Regions from separate parts of the Danio rerio genome. Here region 2 is linked to region 1. The links are chromatin contacts, called in public Hi-C maps. All regions are on one chromosome and are shown on one strand. Each heading gives the region's core, a stretch centred on a gene start, on an enhancer-like site or on the middle of the called end of the contact. The rest is flanking DNA. Distances are from core to core; before and after follow the strand shown.

Evidence for each region. Hi-C and Micro-C count contacts between places; a contact is called where the count stands out from the background.
Region 2: a Hi-C map of an unstated tissue shows a contact between it and region 1, with 3 times the contacts expected there. The contact joins two enhancer-like sites. A contact is called at or near these places in 2 of 18 Hi-C or Micro-C datasets (caudal fin and an unstated tissue) and 1 of 4 datasets of contacts at active chromatin or transcription factors (caudal fin).

Annotation. Positions count from the first base shown.
Region 1 is chr8:3,067,660-3,073,973 of GRCz12tu, reverse strand. It overlaps snap29 (synaptosome associated protein 29), which reads right to left. Exons shown (of 6, transcript NM_001256256.1): 4 at 5,143-5,228; 5 at 2,705-2,809; 6 at 2,264-2,625. The coding sequence ends at 2,465. Among named protein-coding and RNA genes, the nearest start is that of snap29, 11 kb to the right of the region's middle. Within about 2 kb of position 2,708, at least 3 of the 62 cell types and tissues checked have an H3K27ac peak or open chromatin away from gene starts, as enhancers often do.
Region 2 is chr8:3,158,008-3,164,145 of GRCz12tu, reverse strand. No RefSeq gene overlaps it. Among named protein-coding and RNA genes, the nearest start is that of si:dkey-178e17.3, 6.7 kb to the right of the region's middle. Within about 2 kb of position 2,510, at least 10 of the 62 cell types and tissues checked have an H3K27ac peak or open chromatin away from gene starts, as enhancers often do.

The DNA of each region.
Region 1 (6,314 bases), core at 1,459-3,958:
TAACAGAAGAAAAAAACTCTGAGGTTTGGAAACACTTGATGGTCAATAAAGTTAAATTTTAGGGTGAACTATAACTTTAACAAGCATTAAATCTGAGCACATGGTGAAATGCAACGGCACAGTGCAATGCTGAGATGGATTAAATGTAAAACTTCAGGCAAAGCAATATCTTTGTCACTCTTAATCTGATAACCAAGACTGTACTAGCAGAAAAAACATGAAAAATGAGCATAAAGAATTATAAATATGTGTGATGAATGCAGATTTCACATTTTAAATACATTTTTAAACCCAATTTTGCACAGTTAAAGGGGCAGTTCACCCAAAAATATACATTTCATTTACTGGTTCAAAACCTTTATCAATGTCTTCTGTTGAACACAAAAGAAGATATTCTGAAGAATGTTGAGGTGGAAAAACAAATGTTGACATCTATAGTCAGATAAAAAAAAAATCAATTCTTCAGTATTCAGTAACGGCACAGTGCAATGCTGAGATGGATTAAATGTGAAAATTAAGGCAAAGCAATATCTTTCTCTCGTGATCTGATAACCAGGACCGTAATAGCACATAATGAGCAGAAAAATGAGCAGAAACACTTATAAAAATGTCTGATGAATGCAGATTTCACATTTATATATAACATTAAACCCAATTTTGCTCAGTTACCTTCTGTTGAACACAAAAGAAGATATTGTGAAGAATGTTGAGGAGGGAAAACAGACATTAACATCCATAGTAGAATCTAAACAATACTATGGAAGCCAATGGCTGTTATCTTTTCAGCATTCGTCAGTGTTTCTTCCTTTGTGTTTAACAGAAGAAAGACACCAGTAAATGATGACAATTTTATTTTGGAGTGAACTGTCTCTTTAAGGAGTGCAGTGATTGTGGTGTGCATGTCTGACACACTGTATTTTAGTTTTCTACAGGTAGCATGTTTAACTCAAAGCTTATAAACAGTTCATCCCTAAACCAGCTTATTTAAAATTCGAGTAACGTACTATGACTAATAAAGGCAAAACTCAATTTCCCACTCTGTATTTCTGTCTCGCTTTCCAGTAGAAATAACCGTGTACTCTCTTAAAGGGACAGTTCACACAAAAATTAAAATTCGGTCATCATTTACTCACCCTTGTTTTAAAACTTTATGATTTTCATTCTTTTGATAAACATTAAAAAATATATTTTGAAGAATGCTGAAAACTGGTAACCATTGACTTCCATAGTATCCGTTTTGATTTCTATGGAAGTCAATGGTTACCGGTTTTCAGCATTACTCAAAATATCTTCTTTTAGTGTTCAACAGAAGAAAGGAATTCAAAGGTTTGGAAACACTTGAGGGTCAGTAAAATTAAATTTCAGGGTGAACTATAACTTTAACAAACATAAAATCTGAGCACAGGGGGAAATACAATGGCACAGTGCAATGCTGAGATGGATTGAATGTGAAAATTACCAGGACCATACTAGCAGAAAAAAACATAGCATAAACACTCACACGCAAGTTCCAAACGCTTAATAATTTCTTTCTTCTGCTGAACACAAAAGAAGATATTGTGAAGAATGTTGGGGAGGAAAAACAGACATTAACATCCATACTATGGAAGCCAATGGCTGTTTTCTTCAGCATTCTTCAGTGTATCTTCTTTTGTGTTGACCAGAAGAAAGACACCAGTAAATGACGACAGAATTTTATTTTGGGGTGAACTGTCCCTTTAAGGATTGCAGTGATTGTGGTGTGCATGTCTGACAAACTTTGCTTTAATTTTTTTTACAGGGAACATTTTTAACTCAAAGCTTATAAACAGTGTAACCCTAAACCAGTATATTTACAATTTGAGTAAATTAGTGAGTAATGATTTTCTAATCTCCCACTCATTTTTTGTCTTGCTTTCCAGTAGAAACAACCATATATTCTCTTAAAGGGACAGTTCACCCAAAAATAAAAATTCGGTCATCATTTACTTTCCCTTTACTCGTTTCAAACCTTTATGATTTTCATTCTTTTCAAATTAGATATTTTAAAGAATGCTAAGAAAACGGTAACCATTGACTTCCATAGCATTTGTTTTTACTACTATGGAAGTCAATGGTTACCGGTTTTCAGCATTCTTCAAAACATCTTCTTTAGTGTTCAATGGAAGAAAAAAACTCGTAAAGGTTTTGAAACGCTTGAGGGAGAGTAAATAGTGAGTGAATGCTTTGTTTTGGGTGAACTGTTCCTTCAATAATCAATATTTGCATAAAAAAAAGACAACAATTTATCATCATTGTTACTATAATGTTTTTTTCTCACACCATCATGTGTTCTTCCTTAAGTCTCTTGTTTTGTTTTAATTTTCTCTGTCCAACACACTCCTCCTTATCTTGGAGAGAACTTGAGAAATGTTTTACGAGCGCACATGTTTTCAATTATGATCACCTTGGCCACGCCTCCAGGAAGTGACATCACCCCCTGAGTCTATTTAAGGCTTTTGAGCTGCCGGTTGGTGGAGCTGATCTTCCCGTCCATGGTGTCGGCTTTATTAAGCAGAGCGTCCAGAGAAATGTCCTGCTCATCGATCTCCGTCTGCAGGCCCAGACCCAGATTCTTCAGCCGGCCCAGACCCAGAGACATCTCATCTGGAGGACACAAACACACACTGTCACATCCGGACTCCTTGGATGGAGGTATGAGAGAAGCTGCTCTTGTGTTTCTCACCCAGGTTTCTGTCCAGCTGCTGGTGAGCGGCTCGCAGCTGTTTGTTTTTGGGAAATCCGTTCTGATCAGACGAGCCGTTATCAAGAGCAGCAGAAGCTCCGAATCCTGTTTAAACAAACATTGATGAGCACAAAACCAGTCATGGGGTAATCACTTTTTGGGAAACTGAGATTTATAAATCAGCTTTGCACAATATATGGTTACAGCATTGATGTTGCAGGGTGTAAATCTGCAATAGTCACATCGCAAGATCAGCAATGTCACGCTGGAATTATAGTTGATCATCACCACAGTTCAGAACATGATAATTGGGTTCAACCAGGCCCGGATTAAGAACTCAGGGGCCCCTGGGCACATTATCTTGTAAGGCCCCCTACCTGGCCGCACCCCTATAGTTGAATTAAAAAAATAAGAATAATATAATAATTTTTAAATGAAATGAATCTATAATTTGTTGCCCACATATTTAAATAAATGACATATAGTACATATGCATTTATAGTCTACAAAGATTTAAATGATTTTTCAAAGCATTAAATAAAAATACTAATAAAACTATATATATATATATACACACACACACACACACATATATACATATATATACATATATATACACACACATATATATATATATACACATATATATACATACATATACATTATATATATATATATATATATATATATATATATATATATATATATTTTTTTTTTTTTTTTTTTTTTTAAGGGTATTTTAATGTATTGCTTTTACAAACTTATAAAGCATATTATTGCCATGACATATAACACACAATGCTTCTCCAATCCAGTTCTATGAATCTGAGTTCTATGAATCTGAGTCTTTCATAATACAAACACTGGTTTACTGTCTCTCTCCTCCTCTCCCTGCATTTTCTCTACTCTTCTCGTGATGAAGACTTGATTATAAACCTAAAAGTATCCAAAATCACACACACTATACCTCTTCTCTCCCGTCTCTCTCCTCTTCTGGGCCTCTCTCTCTCTCTCTCTCTCTCTCTCTCTCTCTCTCTCTCTCCTTTTCTGTCTGTCTCTCACACGATGAATCCAGTCCGCGCTGCGCTGCCGTTAGCCTCCTTCGCCTGGTTAATGCTAGCTACTCATCATTTAAAGTTACCATAACGTCTTCTTCTGTACCCTCATTCTCCTGATCACGGGTCTGTTTAAAGAAGGTGTGTATGGAAAATGCCTCAATAAAGATGCCTCCTCTCCTCTTTCTGTCGCGTTTGCTAAATCCACTTGTCCACTCATTTTTGATCTATGACAGATATAACGTTACACTACAGTCCGCTCAGTTTAGTGCGGGTTATTACAAAACTGACGTTTCCGCGCTTGACCAATTACAGCATTCTGTTTAGTTAAAGAAAGAAAGGCAATTTAAATATAATAATAATATTAATATTTTTTTGCTCAGAGGAAATACAGTTGTCTGAGCAATATAGTTTTTGAAGAGAGGAAGACGCGGCAGGCGCCTATAATAAGGCTACACATTATTAAATACCCATGAGACACTTGTGACTTTATCACATTTGCATTATTTAAAAAAAATGTTTCTTTCCTGTTAAAAATAAATATATTTCCAATCTGATATGTAATGGGGAGAAAAAAAAAAAGTAGCAGGAGTTCAGCTGATGGTGGATTCGAACCGATATTATGATTAATCGCGTCAAAAGATGAGGCTGTGCGCCTTACAAGGTGAGCCACTGCGGCTGTGTCATTTTATAGCTCTTTACTCAACTTGTCTCTATCAATCAGGCATCGATAAGCGTAAACCCTGAATAGCTTGGTCCAACTAGATGCGCTATTTGCAATTAGCCAAAAAAGACACTCCGAAATTGTCTTTTTTTCTCCCCCCTCGCAGTGGCCCCTAGTGCGCACGGGCCCCTTGGCCTGTGCCCATAAGGCCCATAGGTTAATCCAGCCCTGGGCTCAATGCAAAGTTTAACCCTAAACATGGACTGAAAGATTTTCATTTGGATGCGTTTTTAAGACATGTGACTGTGTAAGATTTAAGAAAACATAAATGAGGAACACTGTGAGGAACACTTGACACACCCCTCACTGCACACCATCAATATGTAGCATGCAATGCACTGATAAAAAAAAAAATTAATCGGTGTTTGTAAATTGTTCTCGTGTAGTTTTCTCTGCATTTATACTATTCTGAACAGCAGACGTCAATTCATGTGCTTTGAAAAAAGAAAAAAAAAACACTGGGTCAAATATGAGCGAATCCATCTGCTGTGCAATTTAAATGAAATAATATTTTATATTTCACCAAATGTTGAGTTTGTTTTATTTGGCCTAAAATACCACTCAGCATTTTTAAGAGACTGAATCCTATCACTAGCTGATACTTGCTCTTAAGGGAAGAAAGTGTGTGTGTGTTGTTGTTGTTGGTGGTGTGTGTTTACCAGATGTTTCCAGTTTCCTGAGGTTTGGGTGACTGGCCTGATATTTGTCTTCTTGCTGTTTGCTCTCCGCAAGCGCCGTCTGTAGCCTAAAATCATCAGACATTCAAAAAATGACAAAGCAATTTATTGTAACATTTACATTTAGTCACTTAGGGTCAGTTCACCCCGAATTCACATTTCCTGATCATTTACTCGCACTAAAGTAAAAGTTCTAAACGTTTTATGAGTTTCTAACTTCTGCTGAACACAAAGGAAGATATTCTGAAGAATGTTGGGGAGAAAGCAGCCTTTGACATCCATAGTAGGAACAAAAATACTGTAGATGTCAATGGCTGTTTATTCCAGCATTCTTCAGGATATCTTCCTTTGTGTTCAACAGAAGAAATAATCCCAAACCGGTCTGGAACAAGAGGAGGATGAGGAAATGATGACAATTTTAAAACCATTTATTTGCTTAAAATGTATGCATCTGTGCTTATTCTGTAAGTTTAAACTTGAATAAAACTATTTAATTTGAAAGTTCCCTTCTTTAAATGGCTGTTTTTAGCTGGTTTACTTATTTTGTCAGCTGAAAGAACCGTCTTTCATCATTTATAAACAATGAAATAAATTATTATTGCACTAATTACTACTGCTAATTATGATAATAATTATCATTTCAATAGTATATTTAATTAGTATAAATTAGGTTTAAATGTTTAAACTCACAGCAAGAAGGTCACTGGTTCGAGTCCCGGCTGGGTCAGTTGGCGTTTCTGTATAGAGTTTGCATGTTCTCCTCGCGTTGGCGTGGATTTCCTCCAGGTGCTCCGGATTCCCTCACAGTCCAAACACAATTGCTATAGGGGAATTGATGAATTGGCCGCCGTGTCTGTGTGAATGAGTGTGTATGGGTGTTTCCCAGTACTAGGTTGCAGCTGGAAGGGCATAAAACATATGCTGGAATAATTGGCGGTTCATTCCGCTGCAGTGACCCCTGATAAATAAGAGACTAAGCCGAGTGAAAATGAGTTAATTTGAAAGTTATCTTCTATATCAGGGGTGGCCAACCTCGTTCCTGGAGAGTCACTTTCCTGCAGATTTCAGTTGCTACCCATATCAAACACACCTGAACCAATTAATTAGGACCTGAACACCACGTGATAATTACAGGCAGGTGTGTTTGATATGGG
Region 2 (6,138 bases), core at 1,261-3,760, 90 kb before region 1:
GTTAAAATTATAATTAAATGTATAGTTTCAGTCAACATGTAATGCAAATGTACTAATTTTATATGTATATAGTACTCTGTATCTGTACACTTCAGTCACTCTAATCTTTCATCAATCGCCATAACCTGCCCTGCGCTCTTGAAAGACTTTTCTTCACTTCTGGTCACATGGAAAGCTTTTAAGGTGGGACAATCCTTCTTTTTGGGTGGGACTATTACATGCATAATTTAGAGCGGGACTAACAGACCTTTAGGGCGGGACTTTCTGTCCATTAGGGCGGGGCTATTGGTCTTTCTTTTGAAGCGAGACTAACAGTCCTTTAGGGCGGGACTATCTGTCCAATAGGGCGGGGCTATTTTCTTTAATTTAGAGCGGGACTAACAGACCTTTAGGGCGGGACTATCTGTCCAATAGGGCGGGGCTATTTTCTTTAATTTAGAGCGGGACTATGTCCATTAGGGTGGAGCTATTGGTCTTTAATTTAGAGCGGGACTAACAGACCTTTAGGGCGGGGCAATTGGTCTTTCTTTTGAAGCGAGACTAACAGTCCTTTAGGGCTGGGCTACCAGTCTTTTAGGGCAGGGCTACCTGTCCATTAGGGCGGGGCTATTGGTCTTTCTTTTGAAGCGAGACTAACAGTCCTTTAGGATGGGGCTATTGGTCTTTTAGAGCGGGACTACCTGTCTTTTAGGGCAGGGCAATTGGTCTTTTAGAGTGGGACTGGCAGTCCATTAGGGCGGGGCTATTGGTCTTTAATTTAGAGCGGGACTAACAGTCCTTTAGGGCAGGGCTATCTGTCCATTAGGGCGAGGCTATTGGTCTTTTAGAGCGGGACTACCAGTCTTTTAGGGCAGGGCTATCTGTCCATTAGGGCGGGGCAATTGGTCGTTTAGAGTGGGACTAACAGTCATTTAGGGCGGGACTATCTGTCCAATAGGGCGGGGCTGTTTTCTTTAATTTAGAGCGGGACTAACAGTCCTTTAGGGCGGGACTATGTCTATTAGGGCGGGGCTATTGGTCTTTTAGAGCGGGACTACCAGTCTTTTAGGGCAGGGCTATCTGTTCATTAGGGCGGGGCTATGGGTCTTTCTTTTGGAGCGAGATAAACAGTCCTTAAGAGTGGGACTATCTGTCCATTAATGCAAGACTAATGGTCTTTAATTTAGAGCGGGACTAACAGTCGTTTAGGGCGGGGCTATCTGTCCAATAGGGCGGGGCTGTTTTCTTTAATTTGGAGCGGGACTAACAGTCCTTTAGGGCGGGACTATGTCCATTAGGCCAGGGCTATTGGTCTTTTAGGGCGGGACTACCAGTCTCTAGGGCGGGGCTATCTGTCCATAAGGGCGGGGCTATAGGTCTTTCATTTAGAGTGGCACTGACAGTTTTTTTAGAGTGGGAGTATCTGTCCAATTAGGGCGGGGCTATTGGTCTTTCATTTAGAGCGAGACTAACAGTCCTTTAGGGCAGGGCTATCTTTTAGAGCCGGATTAGCAGTCCTTTAGGGTGAGACTATCTGTTCATTAGGCCAGGGCTATTGGTCTTTTTTTTGGGGTGGGACTATATGTCCATTGGGTCTTTCTTTCAGGGTGTCAGTCCATTAGGGTGGGGCTATTGGTCTTTCTTTTAGGGCGGGACTAACTATACTTTAGTGTTTAGTGTTTCTCACTCTCATCATCTGAAATATTCTGCACCAGAGGGCGCCGACGGTGATTCCAGTGGACATTAATTCTCCACAACTGTACAATCTGACATTTAAATCTTCCTTTATAGTGTTAGCACCGCTCCTCTTCCAACAATTGGCACTAACAGTTTTTTAGAGTGGGATTATCTGTCCAATTAGGGCGGGGCTATTGGTCTTTCATTTAGAGCAAGACTAACAGTCCTTTAGAGCAGGGCTATCTTTTAGAGCCAGATTAGCAGTATTTAGGGTGAGACTATCTGTTCATTAGGCCGGGGCTATTGGTCTTTTTTTGGGGGGGTGGGACTATCTGTCCATTGGGTCTTTCTTTTAGGGTGAGACTAACAGTCCTTTAGGGGGGGAGGGGGGGTATAGGTCTTTCTTTTAGGGTGGGACTAACAGTAATTTAGTGTTTCTCTCTCTCATCATCTGAAATATTCTGCACCAGAGGGCGCCGACGGTGATTCCAGTGGACATTAATTCTCCACAACTGTACAATCTGACATTCAAATCTTCCTTTATAGTGTTAGCACCGCTCCTCTTCCAACAATTCACTAGTTCCCAAAGGGGAAAATCATGCACCGCGCTACATTTTTTCCCTCATTTTAGACTGGGTATCCCAGTCCAAATTCAAAATATTGGATGTTTTTTTTCCAAAAACACCTCATGTGTATTTTTATAACTGAATCTGCGTCTCATTTCAGGGTCAGTTTCTGTCCCTCAAGAAACTGCAAGACTAAAATGAAATCTGCTGTGCTTTACAACAAGGCAACCCAGAGTACTCAAATATAACTGGTTGAAGTGGCAGTGGGCGGAGTTACTGAGATCAAAACAAAGACAGACATTCTGACATGAAGCACACGTTCTCAAAGCAGAACATTTCCAGATAACCCAGCACAGGTATGTGCATTTGACATGTTTCTGAAATATCTGCCATCATATTATGGTACAAAAGAGTCAAACACACCGCAGCTTTACAGCTATATTTGAAATGTTCTTGTGAATGTGTGTTTGTATGGTTGTTAGGGTGTTGCTGTGGCCCGTGCTCTTCCGGTGACCCTCATCTCTGCTCAGCAGGAACAATACAGTGCAGCACTGCTCAGATTCTCACTGTCAGAATGAAGGATTGCTGGACTTCTGTCTTTTCTTCTGGATGAAAGATGCAGCGTCTCGTCTCCTGTCTGTCTGTCTGTCTGACACACACACACACACAGAAACACACACTGATGAGAGATTCCTCCTCTCTTTATGTGCGGCTACAATGCCTCTTTTGTTAGAAACATGGAAAGGAATCTCTCTGCTGTCTCTCTCTTGTCTTCTTGAGTCTCAGGATGGCCAGCAGTAGTAAAATATGACTGAATGTGTGTGTGTGTGTGTGTGTGTGTGTGTGTGTGTGTGTGTGTGTGTGTGTGTGTGTGTCTATTGTTTATCTTCTGAGCGCTGTTGAACTGCTGTCTCAAACACCCACAGCAGATGTTTTATGGTGTCGTCCTGACTGACACACACAAGCTCTGATGCGCGAGGAAACCTCATTCACACTCAGACACACACACCGAAGGATGGACAGTTTCTCTGACATATGCACTCTTGAAAAATGCTGGGTTGTCAATACCCAATGTTGGGTCAAATATGGACAAATTCAACTGTTGGGTTAAAAAGTGTCATGTAAATTTAAATGAAAAAACAATTCATCGTTGGGTCCATATTTGACCCAACATTGGGTTATGACAACCCAGCATTTTTTGAATGTGTTGTCTTAGGGTGCTTTCACACCTACACTTTTGTTTCGGAACGTATCTTTTTTGCCCAGTTAGCGCGGTTCGTTTGGCATATGTGAACAGGGCAATCGCGCTTTGTTCCGCGCCAAAGTGATCGCTTGAATGAGGTGGTCTCGGCTCGATTGAAACGAACCCTGGAGCGGATCAATTGAAGTGAGAAAGCGATCCGATCCGAGCGCGGTTATATCACAGTGTTTTATGGATATGTAATAGGCTTACGGCTATATGAAGAGAGAATTATGAGCATGGCGGGAAGTTTCGCGAGTCTCCAGATGCCCGCATACAAGTGATGATCTCCCGGTAATCTCGCGTCTCCCTCCCGGTCCTCAAATAGGCATCGTCACGCACCCTTCTCACCCCTCCCCACCGCATCTCTCCTCAGACACGTCGCGCGCGCACCCTGTCAATCACCACCAAACCACCACCTCTCCTGACAGCTGAGCGGGACACTGCAAAATAAACCCTGACACTGACCAATGTAAGGAGAGTTTACTCGCACGTGACTTGTTTTAGCTCTTTTGGTCCGATTAGAAACTTTGCAGCGTGAAAGTGAACCGGTCCAAGAGCAAAGAGCAACAATGTAACAATTGTAATCTCTGTTTCTGAACAACTGAATCGATTCACAGGTGTGAAAGCACCCATAGTGATGTTTGATTATAAACTATTTTCGAGAGGATCAAGTGCTTATGATTGATCACAGCTGGTCCTGCATCAACTACACATATCGCACCAATCAGATGAGGAATATAAGCTGCGTCCCAAATCGCATACTTATGCACTATTCTACGCCATTTTGTAGTATAAATAGTGTAAGTAGTGTGTTCACACTGAAAACTCTAAAAATAATAAGTGCACTTTAAATACCCGGATGATGCACTCATTCAGCCGCTAAAATGAAGTGTGGAATGATGGACACTTCACGCACTCAACGACCGCAGGTTTGCTTATGTAGCGGAAGGGGCGGAGCTATCGGACGCACATGTTGGATAACTATTTATTTTGGATGGTGAAAGCAAAATTCTCTTACAAGAGTGATTATAGCGCCTCCCGGTGGTGAATGCGGTTATACTCATGGCAGGTATTATTTGATAAGTCGGTCGTTTATTTCACTGATTTGGCAACAGTCAAACGTCATCAGGGAAACGGTTTGAATTTCCGGTTAGTAAAAAAACATTAGTGTGCCATTTGGGACGCCACTACATACATATACTATCCTGTTGAGTGTGTAAGTGCATAAGTACTTAGTGCATGAGTGCATAGTGTAGAGTGTGCCATTTGGGACGCAGCTTTTGTTTTTTCACTTCAGCCATCTTCATCTTGAAGAATCCCCCATCCACTTCAACTCCTCCCCCTTCTCCTGATAGGGCTACACGGTGGCTCAGTGGTTTGCACTGTAGCCTCGCAACAAGAACGCCAATGATTTGAGCCCTTAGCAGGCCAGTCTTTGTTCTGTGTGGAGTTTGCATGTTCTCCCCATGCTCACTTGGGTTTCCCTCAGGTTCTCTGGTTTCCTCTCACCGTCCAAACACATACAATATCAATAAATTGACTATTCTAAAGTGTCCTCATGGACAAACTCTTACACCCCGTTCACACGGGGCTTGAGCGTCAATGCTTGACAGAGGGCGTGTCTGAAGTTGGGGCTGACGCGATCGTCATAGCAGCGTTAGCCAATGAAATTAGTCGGCAATAGGCCACTGTTTGAGCTGGTGTATTTGCATACAGCGATCTGATTGGCTGACGCTTCCATTGCAACTTGAAAAGTTGAGCTAGTCCCAACTTCTGCAGCCAGCAACGCCACTGAAGCAGCACCGACAGCTCCACAATGCAGTTCTGCAGCGCCTGACGTCAGCCATTCAAAGTGAATTGGAAGCATTGAAGCTGACGCCCCTTGTGAATGCGTCAAGTGATTGGTGTGACCCATGGTGCATGCAACGCGCATAGCTGTGCATTCATACTTCTTTGCGCTGTTTCTGTTGCTCTGCAATAACACTTCCGAAACACTAGTTGGCAGTGAGGTATTAATTTTCCTCCGTGTCGAGTTTCTTCGCTGCTGTTTTGTTTTTTCTGAACGCTTCCTTTAATGTACAAGTGGCTCAAACTTGCTTATTTTGAGGCAGGAATCGGCGGACGTGCAACAACTTTGACCATGAGGTAAACACAAAACAGAACTTTTCATCCTGAACTCCTTCACGGGACTCCACACTTGTAAACAGTCGCTCCATGTGGCTCGCACGGCTCTCGGTCCCGCCCACACTCGTCAGCTTGCGCTACTCATAGTTGCGACGTGTACACTGAAAAAAAATGCTGTCTGCAAAATTGTTGCAAACAATTTATTTGTGTTGAATTTAAACAAACAAATTACATTTAGTATTGTTTAACATAATTTGTTTGTTTAAATTCAGCCCAGATAAATTGTTTACAAGCCCTTAACTTAAATTTTTTTAGTAAATCCAAGGAATCATTTTTAAATTATTTTTTTCAGTGTAGTTACATTTTTTTGTGAGGTGCGCATCAGCGACGGTGATGGCCACGGCGAGGGCTATGCGTGCGCTTGACGCAGAAGTATAAATCAGCCTTAAGTCAGCTATCTATTCTTAACACGTTTTTAACCAGGGGAGTTCTCAAGATCTACCTGAGCTCAAACTCCGATCTCACCCTTCAAACGAGAGGGAGCCCCGG